2 separate regions of the Gossypium raimondii genome follow, and region 1 is linked to region 2. A link is a contact called in public Hi-C data. All regions are on one chromosome and are shown on one strand. The core of a region is the stretch at or near the end of the contact, and the rest is flanking DNA. Distances in the headings are between cores, read along the strand shown. Region 1 holds the start of LOC105772849 (G-type lectin S-receptor-like serine/threonine-protein kinase B120). Region 2 holds the start of LOC105774367 (hypothetical protein).

The links. A called contact is a pair of places that touch in the nucleus more often than the background predicts.
Region 1: a contact with region 2 is called in a Hi-C map of leaf, with 3 times the contacts expected there. The contact joins the promoter of LOC105772849 here to the promoter of LOC105774367 in region 2. A contact is called at or near these places in 2 of 2 Hi-C or Micro-C datasets (both in leaf).

Annotation. Positions count from the first base shown.
Region 1 is chr6:37,107,027-37,112,076 of ASM2569854v1, reverse strand. LOC105772849 (G-type lectin S-receptor-like serine/threonine-protein kinase B120) reads left to right here and starts at 2,770. Exons shown (of 7, transcript XM_012594320.2): 1 at 2,770-4,188; 2 at 4,535-4,645; 3 at 4,723-4,955. The coding sequence starts at 2,844.
Region 2 is chr6:36,911,633-36,917,279 of ASM2569854v1, reverse strand. LOC105774367 (hypothetical protein) reads left to right here and starts at 2,488. Exons shown (of 1, transcript XM_052632999.1): 1 at 2,488-3,945. The coding sequence starts at 2,630. The coding sequence ends at 3,682.

The DNA.
Region 1 (5,050 bases), core at 1,521-4,020, 190 kb before region 2:
TCCTCTTCCCAGGAATGAGCATCATCGAATTGATTTTCGATGTCTTTCCCTCGGTAGGCTTCGCCTCATCTTTCTTTTTGATTGTCGAAACCATCACTTTATTCGGACATTTTCGCTCCATGTGTGGTCCTTGACAAAGGAAGCATTTTAACTTCTTCCTCTTGTCCCTTAGGTTGTCGAATCCCCAATTCGCATTTCGTGGTTTCCCATTGCCACTTGTGCTATCGGTACTGTTGCCATTATCGCTATGTCCCTTCTCATCTTCTTCATGGTTTCTCTCACCATTGCCCTTTCCATTGGGCTTAGATGCCTCAAGCTCGTCTCTTACCGGACTATGCTCAACAAAGGACTCTGCTTCTGCCATGGCTACAGTAAGTTCAGTGATTTCTTGCCTTCGCAACTCATGCTTTGCCCACAGCTTTAACCCATCCTCGAACCAATAGAACGCTTCTTTCTCTCTCAAGTCAGAGATTTGAAGCATCAACTCGCTAAATGCCTGAACATACTCTCGAACAGTGCCTTGTTGCGTGAGATGATGCAACTTAGCCCGAGCCTCCTTCTCGGCATATTGTGGGTAAAACTGCTTCTTCAACTCTCTTTGGAACTCCTCCCAAGTCCCAATTGCGTTCCCACCACGTTTCTCATCCGTGGACCTACGACGGCACCACAAGAGAGCTACACCAGTAAATAGATTGAAGCAGTACTTACCTTAATGGCATCATCCTCAATGCCCATCGCTCAGAAGTATTGCTCCATTTCCCACAAGAAGTTGTCCACATCCCTTGCGGATCGTGCACCCTTAAACTTCTCCGGTTTGGGAACATCCATTGCCTGTTGCTTCGGCCTTGAAGACAATATCCCATTACTCAAAGCGGCTTTGTAGATCGCGAGCTCCCCTTTGAGCTCATCTATTTCTTTCTTCATGGCTAACGCCATATCCTCGAGAGCTTCATCCCTCTCTACCAGCTTTTCCGCAGTGGACTCTACTAATTCATTCATCTTTTCCCTATTAGCATCGAGAGAATCCAACACAAAATCTCTAAGTTGCTCCTCCATTGAGTCAAACCTATCTGTGCGTCCCTCGACCAATTCAAGCGTCTCTTTCACGTTCCCTACGGATTCCTCGAGATTGACCACTCGATTTTCCAAAGCTGTCAGCATTTCCCTTGAGCGACTAGCTTTTCTGGCCCCCCCACGGGTCTCCATTGGCTCACTCTGACTAATGACTTCTTTTGACATCCCAACGGTGCCTTCGAACCAACTCGAATATCACTTGGTTCAAAACTTGGCTCGGATACCACTTGTCACGGGGCTAAACCTTATGTCTCGCAAACCGTGCGGCCTTAGGCGATCCGTTTGCTCCAAACTCGCCTAAGTCAGCCTTTACACCCAAAAGTGAGGATTCATTAGAACTCTTCCAAGGCACCAATTTGTATAGCGGAAGCGATTGTGCCAAAAGAAGCTACAAAAGAACAACAGAAAACCAAAGAAGGAATGCACATAAAGTGTTTGAGTAAATGCTGAAGGAATTCTATTACTCTTAAGAATTCACCTTACAATGGATGAGTACAAATGAGGGGGAGGCTCTCTATTTATAGTTGAGCTCCCCCAAAACCGACGGTCAAGATACATTTACATCGACGGACGAGATTCACTATATCCCTTGATTTTAGGGATTTACAAGATTTGCCATATCAAATCTAATCTAATCTTTACAAGATATGATTCTCTCTATCTTTTAAGATTAGTTACCAAAATTAGCCTAAGTTGCCATGTCTTCATCATCGGGCCAACCAGGCTTCAATCTGACAGGCTTCTCCATTAATTCCTTGAATCGGGCCAGTTCTCGTGGGCTAAATGTTCCCCATCTTATCAATGGACCTCCGTGGGTTGCATATTGTGCCATGGTCACGGGCTTTGCACTTTGGCCCGTGACACATGCGCCTATAATAAACTTTTTAGTATAAATAAAAATTGTAAAATATATAAATAATTTATTTTTTAGGTTACCACTATTTTATTAGAATCAAAATTTAATTTAAATTAATTAAATTAAATAATTTAAAGTTTCAAGGATTCAACCTTATAAACAAATTTGCTTTATCAGTTAATTTGATAAAATGTAATATGCCATTAAAAATTATAATTAAATAAATTTTAATATTTGGTTAAAAACATCAGTTAATGAAATTCTTTTTATAATTTGGGTAAATATTAACAATATATACTACAATAATTTTGCTAAAAGTTGTTATTCATAATTGGACTTGTTTCAACTCAATGAAGTTGGTGATGGGTCATTATTGCTTCTGCAACATGTTATTTGACAACAGTTTTATAATGTGAAAATAAGAATGTTAACTTCATTCCATTTTAAACTTATACTTCAATCCAAAAATTATTATGATTTTCATTCCATTTTAAACTTATACTTCAATCCAAAAATTATTATGATTTATATATTACTATGAATTTAATGCTTGTAGGCTGTGAAACATATTGAGGTCGATGAATTTTCACTGTAAAGATAAATTTCAACACCTTGGGTTCAGAGCTTGTAAAAGGCACGTGGAAACTAATGCTCAAATTTCATTAGCCACCACCTAATCAGTCAGCGTTCTCTGATTTGTCATTAAATTTCCCTGCCTAAAGTAAGCTTTAACGTGTGATTTTGACATTTAAGAAACTTCCTAAGTTCTTCGTTTTGGTTTTTGCAGGTTTTAGAAGTCCAAATTGTCTTCCTGGTTTCGTTTACTGCAACAAGTCTGCCCTTTAAATCTTTCTCTTCTTAATTCCCAACCATTTTCCATTTCTTAGTCTCTGAAATTTTCTTAGACTATGATATGGGAACTCATAAAAGAAACCCAGTTGTTCTTCTTCTGGCTTCATTAACTTTTCTACTGTTTTCTTTTGCTCAGTTTTGCCGTGCGGTTAATGATACAATCAGGCAAGGCGAAACAATAAGAGATGGCCACAGTTTGAAATCGGAGAATAATTATTTTCAACTAGGATTTTTCAGTCCTGTAAACTCCACATCTAGATATGTGGGGATATGGTACACGTTTGATCAGAAAGCAGTTGTTTGGGTTGCCAACAGAAAAAGTCCAATATCAGACAGAAATGGAGTTTTGAGGATTGAAGTTGATGGCAAATTAGTACTCCGCGATGGAAATAACAAATTAGTCTGGTTAGCTCCAGTTACAAGTTCGGCAAACAACACTGCAGCAAGACTCCATAATACTGGAAATTTCGTTCTATCAAGAAATGATAGTATTGATGATAGTGATGCTAATACTGCCTTATGGCAGAGTTTCAGTAACCCAACTGATACGTTTTTGCCAGGAATGAGAGTTCCAGTGAGTTCAAAAATAGGTGTGTCCAATCCTTACAGATCATGGAAATCAGCCACTGATCCTTCACCAGGGAACTACAGCATGGGCGTTGATCCTAATGGAGGACAACAGATAGTGATATGGGGTAAAGAGGGAAGGCGGTGGAGAAGTGGGCAATGGAATCTGCAGTTCTTCATAGGGATCCCCTATATGAGTAATAATGTTAGTTCCTTCCACGGCTTCAAAATTTCTTTGCCTGATGAAACTGGGACCATGTATATTACATACAAGCCACCAACCCAAGATTTATTTAGATTTGTGATATCCTGGGAAGGTAAAGAACGGCAGTTAAAGTGGGATGATGATAAGAAGAAGTGGCTACCTCTGCAATCAGAGCCTGACCCTGATAATAAATGTGAGCTTTATAATTATTGTGGGAATTATGCGACTTGTGACCGCTCAAATTCTCGTCGAATCTGTAATTGTTTAGAAGGGTTTAAACCAAAGTTTAAAGATCAGTGGGATCAAGAGAACTGGTCAGCTGGGTGTGAACGTAAGATCCAACTGCAATGCCAAAGCACGAATCGTACATCTCGGGAAAATGGTAAACCAGATGGATTTAAGAAACTCAAGTGCACCAAGTTACCTGATTTAGCAACCTTGTTGCCATCTGAGGAGAACACAGAGGCTTGTGGAAAGAGATGCTTAGAAAATTGTCAATGTAAAGCATATGCATTTGTTACTGGGATTAGATGCATGGTATGGACAGGGGACTTGATCGATATGCAGCATTTTCAGCAATTTCAGCAAGCTGGGAATTTCCTGTTCTTCTATCGCCTCCATCATTCTGAATTAGGTAAGATCTGGTCCATTAGAAGTTTTTAGCTAGCTCATTTTTATCATAGAGTAGTTCTAAAGTTTCTGCATTTTTTCCTTTTGATTCCCACGCCTTGCCCTTTACCTATATCAGATATGGGGTCATAATTCTAGGGATATTGGTACTTCAAACTAAGCTTCTAGTGAGCTGAATGATGTTAACAAAAATGGCTAAGACCATACACTCGTTTTAACATTGATTCTTCTGTCTCTATTAGCTGACTAAATATGAAGCAAATTTGACTCTGCTACTAGAGGATCTTTACCTATATCAGATATGTGTACAACATATACTAACACCCTTCTTTTTCTCACTTGAATTGTAGATGGCGGGAGGAAGATATCCAATCTTGTGATAGTTATAATTTGTGTGGTGGTGGCAAGTTTCTTGGTGGCATCTCTATGGCTACTATGGAGATACAAGAAGAAAGTGAAAGGTGAGTACTTTTCTCCCTCAAAGGAAAATAAGAAAAGAAAAGGAAAGAGGGTATTCATATTTCCAGTTTGTCTGCAGTTTCATCAATGCCATGTTGCAAAGACAAGGATGTAGCAATTTTCGATGTGTCCAAGTCCAAAAGAAAAGAATTTTCAGCAGATCTTTCAGGACCATCTGACATCCTTATAGATGAGAATCAAGATAATGGGCCAGAGTTACCAATTTTTAATTTCGGTGTTGTGGCTGCTGCAACAAAGAACTTTTATGAAGGAAACAAACTTGGGCAAGGAGGTTTTGGTGCTGTATACAAGGTGAGCTTCTTTAGTTTAGTTAAAAAAAAAAATGTGTGTAATGTTATTGAATTGAATCGAAGGTAATGACGGTTACTGTTTATGTTTTTATCCCT
Region 2 (5,647 bases), core at 1,239-3,738:
TTATAATTTATGATTATTGTTTTAAAAAAGCTTCATAATCTAAAAATATATTAATATATAAATATTTATACTTTAATATTTTAAATCAGAATATTTTAATATTTATCTCAGTATTACTATTTAAGATGAAAAGTAAAACCAAAGAAGAAAAATTATTTTGATCAAAAGTTCTAATTTTTGGAGTAGTGGAAAACATTTTCTAAAAAGCAATTTATCTAAACGAAATGAACTCTTAGAAAATCTTGAATTCAATTTAGTTATTGTGGATTCCAGCTATCCTAAAGCTGCCTTTTGATTTCTTCTTCTTTATTTTTAATAAAAGTTTTAATTGATTTAATTTTTATTAAGTAAATGAACAATTATTTTTGGGTTAGATTATGCTATATTACTCCTTATACTATGTGAAAGTTAATGTATATTTAGTCTCTATATTTTAATTTGATCAATTTTCGTCATTGTATTTTTCAATTTTAATATTTTAGTCCTAACCCAAACAATAGTAGTTAAATTTGTCTAGTTAAATTTAATTACTAGTATTGTACTATGTTATTCATATTTTCAATTGGATCATTCTAAGTCACTATACTTTTTGAATTTTGAAAGTTCAATCTTGACGCAAATGATAGTCATTAATTAGTTAACTGAATTTTTACCGAGTAATATGTAAAATAACAAGTTGAAATGACATTAAGCATATGATGATATATTTGAAAATAACATAACATAACTAATGAACTTAATAATTATCATTTGATGGGGATTGAACTAAAAATTACCAAATTAAAGTAGTAATGGTGGAAAAGGAGAGGCGATAAACCGCTCTGACAGCAATAAGGGATTGGATATTCTAAAACTTGGTCATCCACACTGTACTAAAAATACGGTGAAGCAACAGTTATGAGAACATTACTCACCAATGCATCACTTAACTCTCTATCTTGCACAGATTAAGGATCTTGTTTTCTTACAGGTATTTTGACTGTCATCACTTTGATTTTTTATTGTCAATTTTGGACCCATGAAAATTAGAATTTAGATATGAGAACAACAAGATAACCAAATTCATTCTTATCATATTTAGGTACAGGATGGGACATGGCAGCTACACTCCCTCGCCATTTCTTTGCAAAACATCCAAAACCTTTCACACTCTATTTTGTTAGGCTTGTTTGGGGATTTAGTGCTGGTGAGAAAAGTAGTGCTTTCAATTATGTGATTTTGACATTTCTTATTTCAGCAATTGAAAGTGAAATGAGCCAATGGGAAAAATATCATAGAGGTCACCGGTATTAGGTGTTAGATTGTATATTGCCTCTCTACTTAAAAAAAAGGGGTAATTTAATTCATATATATTAGATCAAAAAGTAAACTCGTCTTTTTTGTTAAAAAATTCATCCATTTATACTGATAAAAACTAGAGGTGAGCATTCGATCAAATCGAGTCAAATATTTCAAGTTATTTGAGTTGACGAGTCCCATTTTATCATCCTAACTTGATTTGAATTTTTTTCCGAATCGAGTCAAGATGAATCGAGTGAAATTGTTCGAGTTAAATTAAAAATTAAACATGTCAAGTTAAAATCTTGTTACAATATAACTAATTCAATGTTAGAGCATATAAATTCAAAACCAAAAACAATTACTTAAATATAAAATAAGAGAAAAAGAGAGGATATTTTTAGTATGATAAACTTAAATAGTTAATTTACTTATTTAGGTCCAACTTTTTTAAAAACATTTTTATATATATTCTTTATTTTTAGAGTTTTTTCAAAATATGAAATATGAAATATTTATAAATATTTTGAATTATAAAACTTATTTTGAACTTCTTCTTTTTTAATTTTTGTTGAGAAAGATCAATTTGTTCAATTTCAAAATTGATAGGGATCAAAGGGGTATTTACACCAATCTGTTATTTGAGTTATTTGAATTATTCAAGTTATTCAAATTCAACTCGACTTGAACTCGGAATTTGAATAACTTATTCGAGTTGACTAAAAAAATTGAATAACTCAAAATTTAAATTTTTTTTTTCAATTTTTTGAGTCGAATCAAGTTTTACTCATTCCTAATAAAAACTGGTATGACAGAAAAAACAACCAAACAATGACATATGACATGTCGCGTGTACCTCACACTTATATAAATGACCAATTTTTAACAATAGAAATGGATAAAATTTTTAATAGAATGACTAATTTACTTTTTGATCTAACTATAGGGACTAATTTATCTTTTTTTTAAATAAAAAAATAAAAAAATCTATTTCTTAATACAATAACCTATATGGTTGTTTTACCATTGAAGTTACAATGTTGGGTTTTCATGTTTGTGATAATTGATTTCTTTTTCCCTTTTCTTTGTTGAAATAAAAAAATAAAAATAAAACAAAGTTAAGCGGTAGTTACCAAAGTACAATTTCACAATTCTCCTCACATGTGCATAAACTTTATCTCTCTCCTCATAAGATAAAGGCTATGTGGTAGATATTTTAATGATAAATCTAGATACATAGTCGGTGACTCAAGCAATTTGCAAGAAGGACCCCCTCCCCTTCTCACTGCAAATTGAGTAACATTTGTTCTTTTTTCTTGAAAAATCAGGTTTGAGATTTGATGAACCTGTAATGGCCTATTACAGCTCCAACTATTATTATGAAGCTAATTCTGGTGAGTATCATCAAACTCCTTATTATGATAGTAGCCATGATTATGTTTCATCACAAGACTTAGAAGCTCATTCTAGCTATGGCTATGCATACAAGGATTACAATTCTTTCCAATACGATTCAGCTCCATGTTATGGTGCTTGTGATCCTGAAATTGGTCGCTCGACTGTTGCATACTCTTCGTATACTTTCAGTGACCCTAACTATGTTGAGTATTCCCTAGACCCTTATGGTGAAGATTATGGTACTGTAAAGACTCGTTTAATTGTCTCATATTCTGTCTCAGAGTTCAATGAGCCTGAATTTGAAGAGTATGATCCAACGCCTTATGGCGGTGGTTATGATCTTGATGCAACATATGGCAAACCCCTGCCCCCTTCCGAGGGAATATGTTATCCACGTTCATCAGGGGATCCGAATGATCAATCCTTGAAAACCTTTTCTTATGGGTCTATAGAGTCGCCTTATGGGAAAGGAGTTGATAAACTTGTAGAAAAACCTAGCAATGGAAGCAAAACAGCCACAGTCAAAGACCAAGAGCAGCAAACCCAGGGAAGTAATGAAGCTGTTAATGTGGATTCTAATGGCAAGCCTTTAGAGTCGTATCAAGGTGAAGAGATTAAGGAAAGTTACACTGATGGTTACCCTTCTAATAGAAATGTAGCTATTGGAGATGCTAATGGTGCTGAATATGAAAAGAGAGTGTCTCAAATCCCTCCAGGGTATGGCTTAGAAGCAATGGACCTTTGTGAAAGTTTGTTTGGTTACTGGCCCTGCCTGGATCGTGCAAAGAGAGAGAACGAGTATCGAAATTGCTATGGTCCTCAAGGAGTAAACTGCCCATGGGAGGAGACTGCAGACTATCTTTTTGGTAATTCGTATCCTTATGGTGAAAGATGGGGCAATGGAGGTATTTACGAGAACCCAATCTTCAATTACGAAAGGCATTATCAGGGACAACTTATATCAAGGCAGATGGAGTATCAAGAGGAACATTCATGGTTGAATTAGTTTCCTTGTTTTAGAAGGAAACATGTAGCAGTATGAACAATTCCATCTGTAAATAAGTCCTGGTGATTTTCCCACTAGATCCATAATCCGTGGTCGGTATTAATTTTAGTTGTTGCTGAATAATTCCAAGAACTTCCTTTTCAAATGTTTTAAGCAATATACTTGCTGTAAAATCTGTAAAATTGCAGATGATACTCGAAGAAAATGCTTTCATTATGTTCTGGTCTTGCCTCAAATAAATAAAGATTGTCCATGTTTAACAATTGATTTTCGGACAATGATATAAACAATCACTCAAGCTTGATGACTACAACTTGAGAAAGCTTATGGAGTTACCAATATCATACACGTTTTAAATTAGATATTTGATTTATTCAATCAAATATGTATAATAAAAACAGAAAAATTAAATCAAAGGATAAAATATCAACTAAAAGAATTGGTCTTCAGTTGACCAATCCACATCAAAATTGACATGGAGGCCATGATGGGCAATGTGCTGTAAGTAACTAAGCACTCGTTTTACCACTTTCTTGTGAGTAAAAGAAAAATACTAAAGTTTACGTAACACTTGGCCAAATTTATTGGATGATTGCTATCATTGAGAACCGGATAGTAATTTTGCTCTCGATGGGCCTAAATATGATTTTAACTATTAGTATTTGTGAGAGTACGAGATGATGAAAACAGATTTGGATATTTATAATTCTTGTTGCATTAAAAGGATTTATTTTGGCCAAAAGTTGTCATCTTTGACCTTTTGACCCAATATTATATTATTTTTGTAAAACTAAAAGATGAAACAACGCTATTTTCTTCTTGAACCAACCTACCGAAGAAAAGAAAAGCTTCCATCTTTCATTTCTCTTCTTCCCTACACATTTTCACTTAAATTTTTCCACCATTTAATTTTCTTTATTTTCTTGTAAGAACACCTCTTAGAAACCATATTAGAACCAAGATTCATCACCAATCTCATCATCCACACACTTACACCATGTTTGGTTGGGTGTATTGGCTGTGGGCCCCACTTAATCCCCATTTATTCCATTGTTTGGTTCATGGTATTGCTAATACACCCGTAATACATAACTGACCTAATCGGTGAAATCCACCGATTTCTAATCCCTCCCTTTTGCCCAGATTAGGTGCCGCTTCAGTTACCCTCCCTATTTTACCCTCCCATTGGCTTCCCCTTTGTTTCTCTTCTGTTCCTTCTAGCTTCTGCCGATTTGCTCCCTCTGTTTCTTTTCTGCCGATTTGCTCCCTCTGTTCCTTTGTTTATTTTCTTTTCTTTTCTGCCAATTTTCTCCCTCTGTTTCTTTTCCTTTCTTTTCTGCCGATTTGCTCAGTTTCTGCCGATTGAACTTTTAGCATCCTGAATAGACAACCAATGCTTGATGAGGATTGGAGTTAAACCACACTCTTGAACAATCAACACCTTCATCTGGAAAATTTTGGAAAATTTTATTGGTAAGAGATCCTAGGTCTGACCTTGGATGCACAAAAACCATGCTATCACCGAACATTCTGTCTGCTGCATAAATGTTTTATTAGTTCCATTTTTTCAAAAGGCTTACGTTTCCTCCCTTCATGTATATTCAACTGTTTGGCTTGTTTTCATTTTTAAATTACTTAATGCTAGTATATAGCAAATGGATTTGTTATTTTATTTGGCCTTGACTTTTCCGTTGTATATATTTTGCACCTTTTCAAACAGAGTCAATTGTTCACAAAGGTAATTTTCTCAATTTATCGTTTCTTTGTCTGGGATCCTTTTTGGGTAAATTTGCCTTAACTATATAATTACGCACATTATGGTAAGAGTCAGATGCCTAGATCAACAAATATTTGCTATTCCATTCAAGTTTATGCATCTTGAATTGGAGCTATCTTTTTCTCTCTTAGTTTCAAATATGTCGTCTGTCAACAACACATGATGCCCTTTTTCCTATCTTGATGTTT